Regions from separate parts of the Triticum aestivum genome. Here region 1 is linked to region 2. The links are chromatin contacts, called in public HiCAR-type maps. All regions are on one chromosome and are shown on one strand. The core of a region is the stretch at or near the end of the contact, and the rest is flanking DNA. Distances in the headings are between cores, read along the strand shown. Region 1 has its middle 15 kb from the start of LOC123180225. Region 2 has its middle 32 kb from the start of LOC123180224.

Region 1 (3,294 bases), core at 277-2,776, 300 kb before region 2:
GTTGAAGAGGAGGAGGCAGTCCGGCGGGGGAAGCTCCGGCGAGGCCGCGCTCCGGGCGGCGGCGTCCAGCGGTCTCCTCCTCTCGATCCCGATCCAATCGGGGGAGAGGGGGGAGATATTTCGGGGGGGGGGGGGGGGGTATGGGGTGTGGGCTAGGTCACGTAGTGGGGGTGAGGGGGTATAGCCCAAGGGGTGGGCCGACCAGCTGGGTGCCCAGTTGAGCCAAACAGCCCAGGCGGAGGGAGTTTGCCTTTTGTTTTTATTTTTGTTTTTGTTTACAGTTTTGTCTTTTCTTTTTATTTAATTTTCTTTTCTATTTTATTTAATTTTAGCTTTTATAGAATACAAAAGTTGTACCTAAAAGAGCATTAATAATTATGCCACTACCACAATTAGCTCCGCAACTAAAACAAAATAGTTTAATATTTTATCAATTTGAAAAGGGTAGTTAGTTAAATGTTTTGCTGCTGTTTTAAATCTTTTAGTGCACTTAAACCTTTTATAAAATTGTGGTTTCTGTACAATAATTACCTATGCATTATTTGGCAACACCCCAACATTTTAGTTTTAATATTTGAAAATATTTTATTGTTTGCTTGATTTTAAATTTGAATTCGAACCGGTTTCGAACTAACGCGAGATTAGCAACAGTAATCGAGGTGACGTGGCATCATTAACGTGGGATTACTGTAGCCTAACTATCCGGGCGTCACAATCACACTCTTAACGTCTCATTTTTTTTAGATTTTTTCGAAACTTTAAAACATCGTTTCCTTGTGGTTTTCATCGGTTTCCACTGAAACTGTAATTCCATGTGATAATTTCTCGAAGAAAAGGAAGAGGGAAAAAAATCCACAAAGTCCACTGACCGGCCATCACTCCCCCGCTCCTTGCTTTCCTTCCTTCGCATGGAATTACGCGGACAGCGACTCCGCACCGCCCGGCACGAAAGCGACGCCTAGCCCGTTTCTAGCTTGCTTGCACATTCCTAGGCTAGTAGGTCCAAATTATCACTTCTCTGAAAATCGCACCACTGCTCCATACAACTCATGCAGAGGTGCATCAATGGCAATTCATTCAAGCCAGTGTCACGCATGATGTTGCGTGGAACCTGTTGAAATCCTGGTGGATTTGGAAATTTGTCATCTGGCACGGCATTTTAACACTTGGACCGTCATGTGTGTGTATTGCATTACATTATCCGGTAGTCGGGGGAGCTCACTCACTCTCTCATCTGGTGATGTCGGCGAAGCTAGCTGCCATTGCCATCTCACGAAGGTGGCGACGGCGAGGCCGCCATCCATGCATGTGTTGTGCGAGACGTCCTGGCAGGAATTTTTGTATACGATTGAAAGCGGCCAAATGAGGTACAGGGACCTGCCGCCTATCCGTCGAGACCAACACACGCTTCATGGAGGACGTGGACGCGCGCCGCACGCCAGTTTTCTTCGACGGAAATCGACCTATGCCGTGCCGCGCGGCTGGGCCGCCGGGCCCACACGCAGGCCCGCAGGTGGGACCCCCTCGGCCCAGGAGATAGCGACGTCCACGTAGGCAGCCATCTATTTATCCATGCTGACTGACGTTGACGATTCCAACCTCGTGGCATCAGTTCATGCACGCTCACATCTACTCCCTCCGTTCCTAAATATAAATTTTTAAGAAGATTTCACTATAGACAAGCAAAATGAATGAATATACACTCTAAATGCATCTATATACATCCGTACGTAGTTTATAGTGAAATCTCTACAAAGACTTATATTTAGGAACGGAGGGAGTACTTTACTTATGCTATGATTATCACCACTTTGTGTACGATTAGCAGTAGTTTTAGCCAACAACAGCATTATCCATTTAGTAGGATTAGTGCTTGGTAGCCAAGCTAAGTTATTTAGAAGATCAACACAGCTGATTGAATCATGGGTGACTTTCGGTTGGTGGCATGAATAATCATGGACGACTTCGAGGACAATTGTATAAAGCAGCATATCACCACGTACTACCACTAGAAGAGAAAAGAAGACAATATCGCTCAATAGATTAGTACATCTGCCAGTCAGCCACCCAGCCGGTCCGGCCGCGTCCTTTTTTATGACGAAGCCGTGGACTGGCCGGTCCACTTTCACTTCCCCACACCGTCCTCACTACATTGTTCCCTCCATGCCCGACACCAAACCCTAGCCGCGCCGCCCCACCTCACTCACCGCCGGCCGTCGCGATGGGCTTCTGGAAGTGGGTGCCGGGCAAGAAGGGCAAATTAACACGACCATGAGGTAGGCTCGTCGTCCGCCTCGTCGGGAAGCGTGACCACGAACTCCACGCCGGCGGCGGCATTCATGATCTCCCCTCCGGCGGCTCCGGCGCACTTCCTATTGAATTCATGCACCGACCAGTTGCTCCAAAACTCCGAACTGATGAAGGGAGGTGGGCAATATATTTCAACACTCCCTCTCACGTCTAGACTATTTTAGTCCTTAGACGTGGGATCGATGTAGGCCGCAGAATCGTTTTATTTAATACTGCGTTGGCAGGGTCTTGACTCAAGACATCTTGGCTCGGATACCATATTGAATTCATGCACCGACCGGTTGCTCCAAAAGTCCGAACTGATGAAGGGAGGTGGGCAATATATTTCAACACTTCCGACCATACGTCAAGGTGGACGTCGGCACTCCGTTGCCGTGGTCCGATGTCCACCTCCTCAATGGGTGGCATCGGCCGCGCCCGCCTGGAAGAGATCACCCACTGGTGCGCCCACATCCCGCGCCAGTACCTCGCCGACCGGCGCTACGACATCGACTCGGCACTCTAGGACACTTTGTCCCATGACGAGCACGACATGTGCTAGCAAACCTACTTTGTCGGCCATGCTTGTAGCCCGCCCCGCGCTTCGCGTGTGCGCGAGGATAGCCCACCCAGAGTGTGCGGCCTGACGCCGATGCCCTCTGTCTCCCCGTCACTGCCACCACCGACAGCTTCCACCATGACGACTGAAAAGGAGGAGCGGCCGGTGCGGGCTGTCATGGAGGAGTCCGAGATGTTGGAAATATGCCCTAGAGGCAATAATAAAATCGTTATTATCATATTTCCGTTCATGATAGTTTATTGTTCATGCTAGAGTTGTATTGACCGAAACTTAAATACATGTGTGAATACATAAACTACACCGTGTCAAAGATGGTTGAGGTTTCCTAACCATAGACACGAGTTGTCATTTGATAACAGGATCACATCAATGGTAGAATGATGTGATGGACAAGACCCAACCATAACCTTAGCATCAGATCGTTT
Region 2 (3,679 bases), core at 131-2,630:
GGGAAACCTCAGATCCGTTGGGTCGGGCGATAGAGGCGTCTTCGCGTAGGGTACGACTGGGAGACTGGTGGACTGCGACATCTTCGTCGTGGATGGCGGCATCTTCGCCGCGTGGTTTGCCGAGGCGGGGCGCTGGTTTCTGTTTGGCAACAATGATGTCGTCGGGAGGAGCTCGGGTTGCGGCGTGGACTTCGGTAGTCGGTTCTTTCCGGCGTGGCTGAGGTGCTCTCCTGAGGTCACGGCCGGCGCAAGTCCTACATATTTCTCTGGTGAGGCCCATCCTCAAAGTCGGAGCTGTCGGTTGCTTGCACGTGTGGCCATCCGGTGGCATGTGCCATCGTGGCTTCTATGCAGCTGTTTGCGGGTTGGCTTCGAGGTTGGAGCTCTATGATGAAGTCAGAGTCGCTCGTTCGAGGCAACCAGTGATGACGATGACGCTTGCGACTCCTCCGGCGAATGTCTTTCTTCTTTGCAGCTTTGTGTCTCATGTCGGTGGCCAGGTTGGCCGGTGGTGCCAATGTCATTTGGGTCGAGTTGTATCGATTTTAGCCCGGTTTTTCGCCAATTAATTATGCCATTCTCTTCTTCTTAATCAATGAAAATGATAAATCTTTTGCCTCATTTAAAAAAAACACTTCTCTTTTGGGTGCATTGAGCGGGACACGCGTGCGGCACCTTTGGATCGCCCGTCCATCACCGTAGCACGACTAGAGTAGGGGCCTGAGCCTCCCATCCATCCATGAAGAAAGGGAAGAGGGAAAAAAGATCCATAAAGTCCAATGACCGACCATCGCTCCCGCCCCTTCCGTCCTTCCAATGGAATTACGTGGACAGCGACTCCACACCACACCGCCCGGCACAGCACGAAAGCGAAAGCGACGGCTAGCCCGTGTTCTAGCTTGCTTGCACATTCCTAGGCTAGGCCGCAATTATCACGTCTCTGAAAATCAACCTACTGCTCCATAAAACTCATGCAGATTGCAGAGGTGCGTCAATAGCAATTAATTCAAGCCAGTGTCACGCATGATGCTGCCGTGGAAGGTGGAACCGGTTGAAAATCCGGGTGGATTTGGCTTTTGGCACTTGTAATCCGGCACCGCATTTTAATACTACTTACACCGTCATGTGTGTGCATTGCATTTCATGGCGTAGACGGGGGAGCTCACTCATCTGGTGATGTCGGCGAAGCTAGCTGCCATTGCCATTTCACGCCGGTTGCGACGGCGTGGCCGCCATCCATGCATGTGATGTGCGAGACGTCCTGGCAGAAGCTTTTTGGATACGATTGAAAGCGGCCAAATGAGGAACAGTACAGGGACCTGCCGCCTATCCGCCGAGACCAACAAACGCTTCATGGAGGACGTGGACGCGCGCCGCACGCCAGCCTCGACGGAAACCGACCCCGTGCCGTTTCGCGCGGCTCGATCGCCGGTCCCGCACGCAGGCACGAAGGTGGGACCCGTGCGGACCGCGCGATAGAGATGTCCACGTAGGCAGCATCTATTTGTCCATGCTGACTGACGTCGACGACTCCAACCTCGTGGCATCAGCTCATGCACACTCACCTTTACTTTACTTTTGCTATGATTATCACCACTTTGTGTGGTACGATTAGTAGTAGTAGTGTTTAGACAACAGCATGATCTAGCCTTTGTTAGGATTAGTGCTTGGTAACCAAGCTAAGTTATTAGGCCAACTCCACCGCGCGACCCCATTCTGTCCGGCCCGGATCTATCTGGTCCGTTTTGTATCCGGGCCGACCCATTTCAAGCGCAAACATGCGCCGGGTTTGGGTCGCGACGGACGCGCGCTTCGTGCGCGTCGGGGCCGCGTGGCAGGCGGCCATCTACCTCCCACCGCCCGATATCAATGCGCACACGCGGGCGGCCCCGCCTATCATCCGCCCAGCCGAACGGTCGCGGTTCTTCTTAAATGGGAACCCGTGGACCGGTCGTCGTCCACACTCCCCCACTCCACCCCGCGGCCTCCTCGGAACCCGACAAACCCTAGCCTCGCCTCGAACTCGCCGGTCGGCCACCTCGCAGCCATGGGCCTATGGAACTACGGCCGGAAGGGGAAGCACGACCGCGGGGCTGGCTCCTCGTCGGGGCGTCTCCGTGGCTCCGTGAAGAAGGAGGAGCCCGCATCACCACAGTGTCGGGCCGCCGCGCCGCCCGCGTTCTCCATCGCGCCCACGGCCGCCGGCAAGGGCGACCCGCATTACATCGAGGCGGCCCGCCACTATTGGGAGATGAGGACGCCGCTACCCTGGAGCGACCTCCACCTCCCCAACAACTGGCACTTGTCGGCCGACCACGTGCCGATCCCGCCAGTCCCACTGAGCGGCCGTGCGCGCCGCCAGGAGATCGAGCGCCGCCGCCGCCGCCTCCCGGACGACCTCTACTACGACGAGAGGTACGCCCCCGACTCGCCCCTGTGGGACACTTGGTTCCGGAATGAGCACGACATGCGGCGGGCGTCCTTCTTCGCCGGCACGTCGACGGGGCCGCGGCGGCCACGTGAGCACCGAGCGGCTGCTCCCCAGGCGTGCGGGCGTACGCGGGTGCGCAGCCTCACGCCCACGCCGTCGCCGTCGCCATCTCCATTTCCGCCACCACCTCCTCGCATGACAGCGGAGGAGGAGGCCCGTCTCATGGCGCGTGTCATGGGGGACTCCGTGCGTACGCACGACGAACGCCAATGGGTGGGCCTCGAGGAGATGACGGCCCTCTCCACGGCCGGCGACGTTGCCATCCCCGAGCTGGAGATGGTGGCGAAGGAGAAGGCGCCGGTGGCCGCGTTCCACCCGGGCGTAGTGGGCCAGCACTGGAGCTGGTCGTGCACGGCTCCGGAGATGGCGGCCGCCGTGGGAGGAGTGGACTGCTGCCCCACGCCGCCGCGGTCACCGGAGCGGGACGCCTCGCCGCGGAGGTGGTGCAGGCACCTGCCACCTTCCACCACGCCGCCACGGTGCACCACGGACCGCCGGCCCACCTGTGGACGCCGCCGGACTACGTCGACCTCGTCAGCAACGACGACGACGACATCGGCGGCCACTGAAGACGGCGACGGCCACGGTATCGACGGACGCGGCAAGAGCGCGCGTGCGGCGTTTTTTATTTTGTTTTTATGTTAATTATGGCACTGGGCCGTTTAAGTGAACCGTGAAATGGGCCGTTTTGTGGCCATGACCCCTAAATTATGGTTTAAGTTTTTTTAACTGCGTTTATTTACTTTTTTTAGACATTTTATTTAAGTTTTCTGTTTTTTTTAATCACGTCCACCCCGGACATGATTTGGGGTGTGGCCGCGCGTTGGGCGCACCCACGACCCAACGTACAGACGCGGACGTGGGCGAACCCATTGCCGCCCCAAAGAGACAAAATCCGGTCAAACCGGACGTTTGTTTGGGGTCGTGCAGTGAAGTTGGCATTAGAGGATCCCAGCACGGGTGAATCATGGGGTAAGTTTCGGTTGGTGACATGAATAATCATGGACGACTTCGAGGAAGCCAAATGTGCAAAGGTGCAAAAGCAGTTCCACGTACCACTAGAAGAGAGGAGAAGAGAAGATAACTCAATACTCAATAGATTAGTACGACTACCAGTAGAGTAGACGTGGATACCATAGGCTTGATGCTTTTCTTGGCGTGCGCCAACCATCCAGCTCCGCTTTGCCC

What was found. HiCAR-type assays count read pairs that join an accessible place to other places.
Region 1: a HiCAR-type map of leaf shows a contact between it and region 2, with 8 times the contacts expected there. The contact joins two enhancer-like sites. A contact is called at or near these places in 1 of 5 Hi-C or Micro-C datasets (leaf) and 1 of 1 datasets of contacts at active chromatin or transcription factors (leaf).

The regions. Positions count from the first base shown.
Region 1 is chr1D:52,431,188-52,434,481 of IWGSC CS RefSeq v2.1, reverse strand. No RefSeq gene overlaps it. Among protein-coding and RNA genes, the nearest start is that of LOC123180225, 15 kb to the left of the region's middle. Within about 2 kb of position 1,526, at least 6 of the 8 cell types and tissues checked have an H3K27ac peak or open chromatin away from gene starts, as enhancers often do. A contact at or near this core is called in leaf, where this site is marked.
Region 2 is chr1D:52,129,167-52,132,845 of IWGSC CS RefSeq v2.1, reverse strand. No RefSeq gene overlaps it. Among protein-coding and RNA genes, the nearest start is that of LOC123180224, 32 kb to the right of the region's middle. Within about 2 kb of position 1,380, at least 5 of the 8 cell types and tissues checked have an H3K27ac peak or open chromatin away from gene starts, as enhancers often do. A contact at or near this core is called in leaf, where this site is marked.